Regions from separate parts of the Mus musculus genome. Here region 1 is linked to region 2. Evidence: chromatin contacts called from public Hi-C data. All regions are on one chromosome and are shown on one strand. The core of a region is the stretch at or near the end of the contact, and the rest is flanking DNA. Distances in the headings are between cores, read along the strand shown.

What was found. A called contact is a pair of places that touch in the nucleus more often than the background predicts.
Region 1: a Hi-C map of the N1E-115 cell line shows a contact between it and region 2, with 2.6 times the contacts expected there. The contact joins two enhancer-like sites. A contact is called at or near these places in 6 of 484 Hi-C or Micro-C datasets (3T3-L1-derived adipocytes, the HPC-7 cell line, the N1E-115 cell line and 2 more), 2 of 115 datasets of contacts at active chromatin or transcription factors (both in embryonic stem cells) and 1 of 9 other capture datasets (embryonic stem cells).

The regions. Positions count from the first base shown.
Region 1 is chr14:24,639,612-24,645,918 of GRCm38.p6, forward strand. No RefSeq gene overlaps it. Among named protein-coding and RNA genes, the nearest start is that of 4930428N03Rik, 22 kb to the left of the region's middle. Within about 2 kb of position 4,605, at least 25 of the 459 cell types and tissues checked have an H3K27ac peak or open chromatin away from gene starts, as enhancers often do. A contact at or near this core is called in the N1E-115 cell line and epiblasts, where this site is marked.
Region 2 is chr14:24,526,782-24,533,381 of GRCm38.p6, forward strand. It overlaps Gm31720 (a long non-coding RNA gene), which reads right to left and starts at 147. Exons shown (of 3, transcript XR_383260.3): 1 at 1-147. Within about 2 kb of position 3,735, at least 56 of the 459 cell types and tissues checked have an H3K27ac peak or open chromatin away from gene starts, as enhancers often do. A contact at or near this core is called in the N1E-115 cell line and epiblasts, where this site is marked.

The sequences.
Region 1 (6,307 bases), core at 3,355-5,854, 110 kb after region 2:
TGTTGCCTGACCAGCTTCCAGAAAGAGTAACTACCAGGTGAGCCTTGTCAGCCAGGCCTTCTATCCTTTCCTTGGCCAGTCTGGCTTCTCGTGACTCCCACACTCCACAGAGTATCCTTGCCCCCAAACGTCTGGCTCAAGTCCTTGCAGAAGGCCTTGTCAGTGTTCTCACCGGATAGGTGGGTGTGGGAAGGTGGCAAGGTTTGGACTTGCTTTAATCATGTCCCCTAAAGGTTTTTGGAAGTTTGCTTGCCAGTGAGAATTGGGAAGTAGCCTTAGGATCTAGAGGAGGTAGGGGTCTAGTGAAAAGTGGTTAGATTACTGTTTGCAGAAGGAATTAAGACAGTTTTCATGGGTCCCTGGTTAGATCTCTCAAGACTGGCCCTCCTCCCCTCCTATCTGCTTCCTGTCTCTCTACTCAAACTTCCTTTGCAGTGTTTCAGATCCTGGTACCATTTGCTATGTGATACAGCCAAAGAGAACCTCACCAGAGCCAAGCATGACATAGAACCATGCACCCAAACTCCTCATAACTATGAGATAAGCAAACCTCTTTACTTTGTAAACCATCTAGCCTCAGGTACTTGATTACAGTGATAGAAACTAAACTAATGCAGAGGGCATCAATCGCTCCACTCGATGGTCCATAAGTCTATGTCTAGAAGTCAGGGTCAGGAAATGCACAAGTTGGGAGCCTAGGAGGTCTGTGAGCATTGCTGTTGGACCGTGGCATCTCACAAGTCCTTCCACTTTGAAAGTGTAAGCATGGATGATGTATCAAACAATAGGTCTACCTCTCATCCACCCATTTATCTACCCATGTATCCATCTATCCATCATCAATTTATCTATTTTATCCATCCATCTATCCATCCATCTATCCTTCTGTCATTAGCCCTATGCTCAGAGGAACTGAAATCAGCATCTATGACTCGTCTATTAAGACATAGGGGGGAAGAGGAAAGGCCTGACCCTCAGATTCCTTTATGGGTTGGGCAGCAGCAGGTTTGCTCAGCCATGCTCAGATAGTTAGACTCCACTTCGCATCACACTTGGATAGGCATGGCCAGGAGAAGCCCCACCCCCAAATCTATGGTGTGTGCTGGCTTAGCTCCCTTTTGCAGCAACAACACAAGCAAACTCCTTTTTGTTTGTCCTTTATCTTCCCCAGACTCAAAGTTGGGGATTTGTCCCCTCCTCACCACCGGCTATCTCATTTCCTTTTATTACAACCCTCAGAAAAATGGCGAGTAATTGCTTGATGGAGTTAGAAAGATTGCATTTTGTTTTGCAACTATCAGCTTAAATATAATGTTTAAGAGATTATGAATGGGTGATTAGCTATTTTTTCCATTACTTCTCTCAGAAGCAAACCCACAAAGATTGTGATAGGCACAGCAAAAAATGGAGGCCTCACTCCAGGAAGCTGGGGAGAGCTTAGGCATTCCTACCTGAGGAGGGTGGTCCTGTGGGGAGGGCCAGAAGAAAGATGGAGGTTGCTAAAGACACCGTCAGTGTCCTGTGTGATGCTCCTGCCTTGCCCCTCCCACCCCACCCTGATGGGGAACAGTAGTTGTGAAAACTGAAGGCACATTCTGTACTTACTGCCTACCCTGAGTCAGTTTGTTTTGGGTGGAAACAGCCTCTGATGGGGCTCTATTGGGCCATTTCAGGGGACGTTTATCATTTAAAAGGAACGATTTTAATACCTACATTTGCTGTGGAGTATGAGCCATAAATGTGATTTAGGCTTCTTTTTATAACAGACTCTACAGGCGATCACACAAGCTCCAGAAGTCTTCCTGCAAGTGGGGGCTAGAAAGTGAGCAACTTCTACAAAAGCCTGCCCGCCTCTTTCCCCTCCTTCTCTTCCTCCCTCCCTCCCTCTGTCCCTTCCTTCCTTCCTCCCTTTCCTCCCTCCCTCCCTCCTTTCCTCTCTTCTTTTGGTGCAATCCCTCGATCCCTCCTCCTCCCTCCCCTCCCTCCATCCCTTCCTCCCTTCTCTTCTTCCCTTCTTTTTTCTTTTTCTTTTTTCCCCCCCAGTACTGGGGATTGAGATAAAATGGTATTCACACAGGTGCTCTACTGCTGAGCTATTCAGGCATAGTCCTTTCTTGAACTTTTTCCTTTGAGACCTTCTATGAATTCCTCAGGCTAGCCTTGAGCTTGTAACCTCCTGCCTCAGTCTCTTGAGGATCTGTTATTCAGGTCTGAGGCAATAAGCCCAGCTGGAAGTTTTTCTTTTTACTCTTTCCAGAAGTTAATTGAGTTAACTGAGGCAATGGACTGAGCTGTGAATCTTCCCCGAAGGGAGTCTGAATTCCCTGCCCTCTGGGAATGTCAAGAAAGGTTGGTCTCCAGGCAGCGAGGCCATTGGACTGCCAGGCTGTCACCCTGTAGAGGTGCAGGGGTGTTCAGGGGTGTCTGTCTCTCCAGGCTCTCTCTGGCTCAGCTGCTCCATCTGCAGTAACAGCTGGGGTGGTGATGGTAACAGGTCTGCATCAGCTCTGCTCAGAGTCAGGAGACCAAACGCTTGCTAGACACTACCCGACCGTGACTCTGTCTGGGCTCTGAAGTTGTAACAGGGAAAGGACAGGCCATGTCATAGGTCATGATACACACATGTTAGAAACAGGTCCAGGACAGACAGAGATGCTCCGAGTTCACAGACCCCCTAATCCTGTTGGCTTCTAGAAGATCTTGAGAGCTAGAGAGCCACCCATCACATGCTTAGGTTTTATGCTAGTCAATGACCAATTAGCAGGCTCAGTCCTGACTACTAGACTTCAATTAAATGTTGAAACACTCATATGTGCATCCTGAGATGGTGAGGGGGAGGGGAAGGGAGCCAGTTGAAGACAAGACTATCCCAGTGGGCATCCACTAGTGTTGGAGGACCCTGTGTCTCTAAAGTGTGTGAGTTGGGTAAAGGCACAGCTTTGTCTAAAAATGATCTCTCTGGAGAGACAGAGACCGAGAAACACTTCCAGACAATAAAGGGCTGACCATAGATACTGGAGCAGGCATCTGCATGTGGGCAGAAACTCTCCACCATGATCCCATTTGCTACAGAGGCTGTTCTTACATTGGCAAGGGGCCCTTGTGGTGTGGTTCCAACCTTCTAGGTCCCTTCTGTTTTTGCCTACAGCTGATCTTCTGGTGGCCTCACAGCTCAGCAAGGCTGGTAAAGTTGGAAAGAAGGCAGAATCCTTCTGTAGGAACCTGCAACTTCCTGCTGAGAGATGACCCCATGGGGTGGGGTGGAGTGGGGGTTGGGATTAATTTTTGGTAAAAGAAGTGTCAGCTGAACACACAGTTTTCAAATTGTTGACTATGGTATTAAGTAACAGGCAGACTCTTGTCCAATGGATGTTATTAAAATTAACTGTTTTAGCACTACATTTAGAATCAAAACCAATCTGTCGCTCCTAAATTGGTTTCTTTCAGCTGCTATTTGCGGGTAAAACGAACAGTTTTAACAATTACCTCTCCAGTGCAAATCATAAACCTGATTTACAGGAAAACACTTAATCTACTGCCCTTGACTGTACCCAGAGCTGCCAATTAGATGGTGGTAAATTTCTCTGAGTGTCAATTTGCTTCCCAGACAGCAGCTCAGACCCAGGGTCTCCATCACCTGTGGGTCCAGAGACCAGGGCTTTGGCTGGGATGTTCCTTTGGAAAAGGTGGGCATTCCATAGCAAACGACTGTCCATCTGGAGTTGGGTTGCTGGGGAGTCCTCTGCTCTAGGCTATTAATTTGAATTGTAAAAACACAAGTGGAATACTAGTATTAACCCACTCAGAGCTAGTTGTTAGAGTGAGAGACTCAGAATGCTTGGATAGGAAGACCCTGAAGATCATGACTTCATGCATCAAACATTGCTTAAGCAGCTATCTCTCCATCCTCTGACAAGATGGGGCCAACCCATGGTTCCTCAGTGAACTCACTAAAAGGAAAGATAGGGGCAAGACAATGTCATTCATGGTTTGATAACTCTGCCTTCATACTCTTTGTGTGTGGTGTGTGTGTGTGTGTGGGGGGGTGAGGGTTGTGTGATACCTTCTTGTGTGCAGTGCACTTGGAGGTTAAAGTCGGGTGTCCTCAATCGTTCTACACCTTAATGTTTCAACTGAGTCCCTTGCTGAACCTAGAGCCTAGCCAGGGTGGCCATGAAGCTCCTGGAATCATGTCTCCTCCCAGTACAGTGATTACAGGTGTGTTCTACTGCACCCAGCATTTTAAGTGGGTTTTGGGGACTTGAACCCAGGTCCTTGTGTTTGCACTTTACCCACTGATATGTCCGAGAGGCGATGATGGTGCTCAGAGCACTGGGGTGGGAAGTTAACAGAGAGAGACTTTACAGGAGTCCTTGTTCTAGTGGGGCCTTGAGGACTACATAGGAGTTTTGCAGGTAGAGAAGGAGAGTAAAGGGTCGCTCGGCAACCAACTTGCAAACTCTAGTCATCAGGGAATTTTAAGCAAGGTGATCCATGACACCAGAAGGTCTCTTTTGAAAAGTTTTGAGTTGGGCTAGCTAATGTACTGCTGAAAACCCTTTCTAAGCTAAGAAAACAAAAGGCCATAGCACTGAGGTGCCTGGTGCCAGTTGGCAGGGACTGTAAATGCCAGGAAGTTCTGAGTTGTAGATTAGAGGACGGTCCCTGGGTATTGTGAGAAGTCAGAAAGCATATGCAAACCATATGCAAATGAGATGCAAGCCAGCACCTGCTGTGGGCTTTGTGTACTCAGGCACTCGGTGCCTCAGGGAGGTAAGCTGGCCGGTCTTTAGAGCTCTGACTAGATGTACCAGACATTAGGTTCTGTGTGAGAAAGAAAAGTGCATCAAGACTTCTCTGGGAGAGAAAAAAGTCCCAGGTTGTAAACTCCAGAAGGGAGGGATGAAGCCCAAGGAGTTGCAGAAGCTTGGAGGCCTCGCTGGCTGAGTGTGTCCCGGTGACAGTCAGGATGCTTATGCCTCTGCCCAGATCTGAGCAGTCTCTGGCTGAAAGGATTCCCCAGAACTAAGGCTGAGTATACAGGGGGTTGTGCTTTCCTTGATCTGCCGTCTTCTGGATCAGCCTCCCTCTGTGAGTCAGAGCTGGTTTGACCCAGTGTTGGTGGTGTATTATCCTGGACCCCTCTCAGGGGACTCAGTGGTTACCTTTGGCCCTGCCTACCTTGAAGATGTACCCAGCAGTTGTGGACTGAGGCTCACTGGACTCCTGCGAGTAGAAAGCAAACACGGGGCACAGGAGAAAGGCAGTTTTACACTCAGATCTCTCTCTACTTAGGACTTGCATCAAGAAGCAAGAGGCCATGGTGGGGAGATAGCTCAGTGACTAAAGTGCTTGCTGCATAAGCATGAGGACCCAAGTTCAAATCCCCAGCACATATGGAACAAGATGGGCGCGTAGCATGTGCCTGTAATCTCAGGACTAGGAGCTGAGACAGAAGGTCCTGGGGACTCTGCTCAGTCAGTTTAGCTGAAGCAGCAAGCTTCTGAATTGTGAAAGGAAGTTATACAAAACTGACTTCTAGTCCCCGGCACACACATGCTCATGAGTGTGTGCAGCATACGACAGCCCCCGTCCAGTGACACAGAAGGATGAGGACCCTCCCCTAGGGGACAAGCATGGCTGCCTTCAGGTAGTTTCCAAAATTACTGCCTAGTTGGCTGTATGGTCTTGGACAGATTTCCTCTTTGGCAATAAATCTGTGCCTGAGAAGTTGACCAGATGTTCAAAGGGGATCTTCTCCCGTTGAGGAGAGCGTCTGATCTAGTTGGTAGGCATTTGCATACCTGCTAAGACCTGCATGGCTTTGGACTTGACCTGACTGCGGCAGGGAATGACCTGACAGGGAATGGAGATATGGCACATATAGGTCACCTAAAGCTGGGATTAGGTGGGCTATGCACTCTGATGGAGACACACCAGCAGCCCTGAAGCTCATCACATTTATGGTATTCAACACAAACAGGCTGGGTAGTAGGGGTGGGGGTGTCTCTGTTCTACTCTGAGGCTGAGGTCATCTTGAATATATTGGCATCTTTGACATGACTGTGCTCATGACAACAGTACACATTCATTCAGGACTTCATCATCTCCGCCCCCCCCCCACCTGCCCCTTCCCTAGACTAGAGAGAAAGAGAGAGAGAGACAGAGACAGAGAGAGACAGAGAGAGAGAGAGAAAGAGAGAGAGAGAGAGAGAGAGAGAGAGAGAGAGAGAGAGAGAGAGAGAGAATCTGAAGGGACAGGAGCTTAAAAACAATCAGTTTGGAGGGCTGAAATAGGAGATTCCAG
Region 2 (6,600 bases), core at 2,485-4,984:
TCAGGCTGGAGTGGTTACATGACAAGGCGGTATCATGCAGGACTCTGCACAGATCGGGCTGGGGGACGTGGCATCCCAGTGGGCATCGCCATGCCTGCATTGTTCTTTCCCTCCATCCTCTTCCTCATCACATTGGCTGAAGGAAATCATTATAACCTCTTGCAGTTTTTTGTAGCTCCTCTACTTGTTTCTTCATTCATTCATGCTGATATTCATGTGCTTATCCTAAGCCCTGGCTGTACCAGGGTTCTGAGCTACGGCTGGGCAAACACAGCCAAAAGATGGCAGGGTCCCTGCCTGCAAGGACTTCCATAGTCCGTCAATACTGTTGCACCTTTTTGTTCTAAGAGAACTGGTTCTGTGAACTTCCTTGTATGCTAAAATCCAAGGAGTCTCAACCGCGTATAGAAGATGGTATAGTGTTTTTGCTAAGATACACTCCTCCTCCCAGACACCTAATGCAGGGCAGATACTGAGTGTATCATGGTTCTAATGCGTTGTTTAGGGTGAATGACTGGGGGACAGCCTGTTCCTAGACAGTACGGGTACTATTCCTTTTAAATATTTTCTGCTCAAGTTGGTTGACTCTTTAGGTGTGCAGTGTTTGGATATGGTGGGGTAACTGCAGACTGAGCCATCAGAACCACTGGAGGGCTTCCTGAAAACACGGGGCACTAGGTCTGGAAGATGGTTCAACAGGGAAAGGCATTTGATATACATGCCTGACAGTCTAAGTTGGATTCCTGGAACCCACCAAAGGTGGAAGGAGAGACCCAACCCTATAAAGCTGTCTTCTGTTAGCCATGACCACACACACACACACACACACACACACACACACATATACACAGAGAGAGACAGAGACAGAGACAGAGAGAGGGGGTGGGCAGATATGAGAGAGAGAACTCTTTAATACAGTTCCTTATGTTGTGGTGATCTCCAGATCATAAAATTATTTTGTTGCTACTTCATAATTGTAATTTTCCTACCGTTAATGAATCCTATTGTAAATATGCAGGATATCTGATATGTGGCCTTCAGACAGGTCGCAACCCACAGGTTGAGGACCTCTGACATAGATTAATTTCAATATGAATATCAGCCTAGTGTTAAGTCTCACTAGCCCTTAGCAGGTCTTGACTTGGAACTGGGAGCCTTGGGGATGGCATGGCCAACGGGCAGAGAAAAAAAGGGATTGAGAGAAGGTCACGGGGCAGTAAGGTGGCTAATGCATGGTGCTTACACAGAACGAAGCCCAACTGTTGTAAGATATTTAATCACATTGTGAACCCTGAGATGGTGAACTGTAAAATCCTGTTTCTAATTGTGGTGTGGCTCAGTCTTTGATCCTAGAGCTTTCTGTTTACTGTAAACAAGTAGTTGTGGTGTGGCTCAGCCCTAGCACACACCTTTAATCCAAGTGCTAAATAAAGTTAACCATAGGTCAAGAGGCAGAGCAAGCAACCAAGCAGACAGGGATCCCTGTGAGCATAAGTGAACAGAAAGGAGGGTCTTTGAGGCAAAGGGCATTTAAGACATCAAAGGAGACAGAGCTTTTTTTGTTGTTGTTGCTGTTTTTCCTTTCTGGGATATTGGTGGAGTGGGAAGGTCAACTGGGTGCTTTCTTTGCCTCTCGGAGCTAGCAGGCTTTCACCCCAGCATCTGGCTCCTTAGTCTTCATTGGTAAAAATCGAACAATTGGGAATTTGGTTTTTTAAAAACAACACCCAACAGCTCAGTTGGCCAGGTTTTTGTAATCCGGCTTCATCTCCCTCCATCCCTCCCCCACACAGCCTCTCTCTGCTCTGTGAACACACCCTGCTTTTTCTGACCTTCCCAATGGCAAAGACTGTGTGTTCCAGTAGTTTTCCACCCCACACTCCCTCCTGTGCCTACATGAACCATCTGCCCACCCAATACCTCCACACCCAGCTTTTTAACATGGGTTCTGGGGACCAAGTTCAGGTCCTCATGCCTGTATGACATGTGATTTATAATCAAGTTATCTCCACAGCCCATTTCATTTTTGAGACAAGCTCTGGCTATGTTGCCTTGGATGTCTGGAACTTTTGATCCTCCTGCCTCCCCCTCTGAAGAGCTAGGATTAGAGACATTCAGCTGGTTTGTTTGACCTTTTACAGAGAGGATGGTTCGAGAATTGTTGATGGACCAGAGAGATGGATCAGCTGATAGGAGCACTGGCTGCTCTTTCAGAGGACCAAGGTTCAATTCCCAGCACCCACATGTTGGATCACAACCATCTGTGACTCCAGTCCCAGGAAATTCCGTGGCCTTTTCTGGCCTCTGAGGGCACTGCACACATGAGGTGCAAAACAAAACATACAAAAATAATAAAGTAAAAAAAATTTTTTTTTAAAGAATTGTGGTTGAGGTCTGGTGAGATGGCTCTATGAGTTAAAAGTAGCTTTGCCTCTAAATTTTATAACTCGAGTTAAATCCTGGAAATCCACATGGTGGAAGGACAGAGCTGACTCCTGGAAGATGTTCTTAGACCTACACACACACACACACACACACACACACACACACACACACACGTGTACATGCTCAAGTAAGGAAGTGTATTTGATAGAGGAAGATAGAGGTCATAGAGGAAGTCTGGCAGGGCTGAGAGACCAGGAGGGAGAATGTTAAATGAAGCAGGAGTCAGTTCATCAGGAGAGGCAGCCACATTTCAAGGGTTCTGTAGACACAAGTAGTAGCTACTACCATTGGGTGGAGCAATACAGACCTTTGCCTTTCCCGCGGGAAGTTCAAGGGAAGCCGTGTGTCTCGCTTCTAAGGAAAGAGCCATGTAGCAGAGGACCAGAGAGGAGCGTCTGGTTCCAGGACAGGCTGTGGATGCTGCTGAACTACAAGCATATCAGCAGCAGAGGCCACCAAGTTTGCCCGGCTACAGAAGCTTCATAAACCTGTCTTCAAAGAGGGAGGGGGGACAAAGCCCGTGTGTTCTGTGATAGAAACAGAGAGAACTGGGCCTCCCTAGGAGACTCTCCTTCCGCGTCTACCTCAGCGTCTTCATAGCAGTGCTGCCTCCGCTGGTACACAGATCTCTCTGAGTGGGGCTTCTGTATCCCGTATCTAAATGCCACAGTACTGACCCATACCCAGTGCTCCGTCACAGCTTGTGGAGTTGCCCAGTTAATCGGGGACCGGAATCCTGGGCAGGAAGAGCAGGGGACGGAGGTACAGATTTCCTGAGTGTAGTCTCTATTCTCTTCCTCCAGCTTCCTCAGTGGTGGTGGGGATACTGAGGTGGCTACTGGAACTTTATGCTCTTTACCCATTTACTTGGCATCTGTAATAGCCCTTCCCACCCACACCCCCTTTTCTAGAGGTTACATCCACGTGTGTTTGAGGCTTGGGCCGTTTCTGGCATCCCTACACTTGCACATCAGTTCAGGTGGCAGTTTAGAGCCAATTAAAATTTATAAGCCACAGGTAGTGAGTGAAATTCCGAGGATTAATTTGCTCAGTGGAGTATTAATCTGTGTAGTGTCATAGGTGCTTCCTTATTATAGCAACCTGCAAGACGGAGCAGAGGAGGCACACCCCTCTGGTGTTTGGCCGCAAATCCTCTAATTGATCCCACTGGGCTGCATGTGGGCGTGGCTTTCCCTCCCTCGCCGAGCTGGAGGGGGGGGTGGGAGGGCAGAATCAGCAGTTTGGGCTCACAGCTGTGCCAGCAGCCCTAGAGCCAGGCCCTCCTTCAGGCTCCTCCCTTGCTTTGCAGAGATTGGCCTGCTTTAGGTTTAGCCTCTCTATAAATTGCACTGCTTCCAGGGCACTCTACAAGGGTCAGTTTCAACTAAACCCCAGGGCTTGCTTTTGGAGCGCTGCAATTAGAGCCTCCTCAGTTAGGAGGCTCAGTGACTGTATTGATATGCTCCCCACACGCACCTCCATCAGCCAGCTAGCCACCCTCCTTACCTCAGAGATAGCCCAAGGGGCAGACGTTAGGACTTGCCACCAAAGAGGTTCAAGTCAGAGCTTCACGTTGGACAGAACATAACTCTGTCCGATCAGCTTTGGTACCAGAGACCTTTGCCCTACTTCATTTCCTTTTCCCAAGAGAGCTGGGTTCAGGAGCGCCTCTGGAAGGATCTCAGTCTCTGTGGCCTGGAGGATCTCAGCTTCAGTATCCCAGGTCAAAGCAGTGACCACGGAGCCTGGAGGGCTTATGGGGGGAGCCTAGAGGGTGAGGCAGTGGCTACCAGGCAGTGGCCCTTTTAGAAGATGGCTGAGAATTCTAGGTGTGGAGCCAGATAGCACTGGATTCAAGTATCCTTTCTGAACTTATTTTCTAATGAGAGTGGAGATAAAAGCTTGCATGTGGAGGTGATGCGTGCCTTGTATATATATCATGTTAGTGCAATATATGTAGGTAGCCTGTCCCCAACAATGCTAGCTTTTACTAGCTGTTAATAGCAATGATGAAATCGTCCCAAGGGCCCTCAATTTGTTATTTTTTTCTTCTCTTTTGGTGACTACCAACTGTCCCTGCTAATGGCTGTTACTGGTCTTGCCTACCTTATCCGATGGTGTGACAGTGGGGTGGAGTATTACGCGGGACAGCTTTGAACAATGTGTAGTTGGCTGTTTAAGGGATGATTGTTGCCAATAAACTGAATTAGACCCAACCCCTCTCCCCGATTATCTAGGAACAGGGCTTGAGGCCATTTCCTGTTTCTTTTTCTTTTTTTTTTCTTTTTTTTTAAGATTTATTTATTGATTATCTGTAAGTACACTGTAGCTGTCTTCAGACACTCCAGAAGAGGGAGTCAGATCTCGTTAGGGATGGTTGTGAGCCACCATGTGGTTGCTGGGATTTGAACTCTGGACCTTCGGAAGAGCAGTCGGGTGCTCTTACCCACTGAGCCATCTCACCAGCCCCCCATTTCCTGTTTCTTATACAGAATACTCCATACTAGGAAATATACAAAAAGAGGTTTATTTGAATGTATGGTCTGCTCAGCTACTGGTGAGGGCCCCATGCTGCCCCACACGGAGGAAGGATGTGAAGGCACTAGATGAACAAAAAAGATTGGGCGGGACAAGGGACCTGACTCACTCTGTGTCCCTCCTTTGTTAGGATGGAGTCTCGAGGCCCCAAGCATCTCTCCGATGCACTGATAGCCCTCAACACATTTTATTGGGAACCAAGTCTTTATAAGAGAGTTGGAGAAAAGTCAAATCCAAACCGTAGCAGAAGCCTCCCCGACTGCCTTCCCTTTCAGAGGGCTCTGACGGTGGGGTGAAGTGCAATCAAGGTTCACTGTTACCAGCAACAGATTGACTGTGGGTGATGTGAGTAGTGAAGACGTTTGCTCGGCAGGCATGATGGTGAGTGTCTGTAAGCCCAGCTGCCTGTTGTTAAAGGCCGGCCTGAACAAACTAGCAAAAATGGTTGAGAGTGCAGCTCAGAAAGGCAGAGTTTCTCTACAACAATCAAGGCCCTTCGTAAAGACTAGGGATCAGATAGAGGGAAGTCTCCAGGGAGAGTCAGGTGCTTGGTGTGCTCCCAAAGAAGAGGAGAGGGAGCGACACACCCATGACACCCTCACACAGGGGGCCTGGCCTTTCCTCTCCCTCTCTCTCTCTCTCTCTCCCTCTCTCCCTCTCCCTCTCCCTCTCTCTTTCTCTCTCTCTCAGGGGAAAGGGATGATGGAGACCCAGCTGTTGACAGAGCTGAGGAAGTCCTGGGGGCGAAGTTGTTTGCTGAGCAGTGGGGCTTCAGTCGAGCAGAGCTCTGTGGTGCTTTCTGTGGGTGGCAGGGAGAGGCAGAGTCACAGTGACGTTTAATCTTGACAGCTTGACTGGAATCAGAATCATTAGGGAAAACACAGCTACTGTAAGCCTATCAAGGAAGTCTCTACCCTGAGTGTGGGTGGCAGGGTCTCATGGGCTGGGGCCCTGAACTGAGTAAGGACAAAGCAGGCTGAGCACTGCCATTCATCTCTCTGCTCCCTGACTGCTGACCAACAGGGCCAGCCACCTCCCATCATGCCACCATGCCTCCCTCGACATGGCGGACCACATCCTCCTTAAACTGCCAGCTCACATAAACCATTTCTCCCGTAAGCCACTTATGGTCAGGCATTTGGTCACAGCAATGAGAAAAGTAACACACATGCCAAGTATAATTTGGTCTTTACAGTAAGGCTTCCTATCCTAGTCACCTCTCCCCATGAGAGCCATAGTGTCCGTGTCCGTGTGTGTCCGTGTGTGTCCGTGTGTGTGTGTGTGTGTGTGTGTGTGTGTGTGTGAGAGAGAGAGAGAGAGAGAGAGAGAGAGGAGAGGAGAGAGAGAGAGAGAGAGAGAGAGAGAAAGAGGTCATGTTAATCCCTAATCCCTTTCTGAATATGAAATGGGGATTAATTTCTCCTAGGATTTCCCCAACCTTGCTGGTGAGCCAAGCCAAGAAGCCAGGATTATAGGACCCAGTGTGCTGGTTGTCAACCCTGTGGATAATGGAAAGACATGGTTAGGCGCTAATTACCTGTGAAGGGAATGTGCATTCTTCTCTTAGGGTCCAGAGAGCTTCCCTTGCTTTGCCCAGCTGGCAGAGCTCAGGGTCAA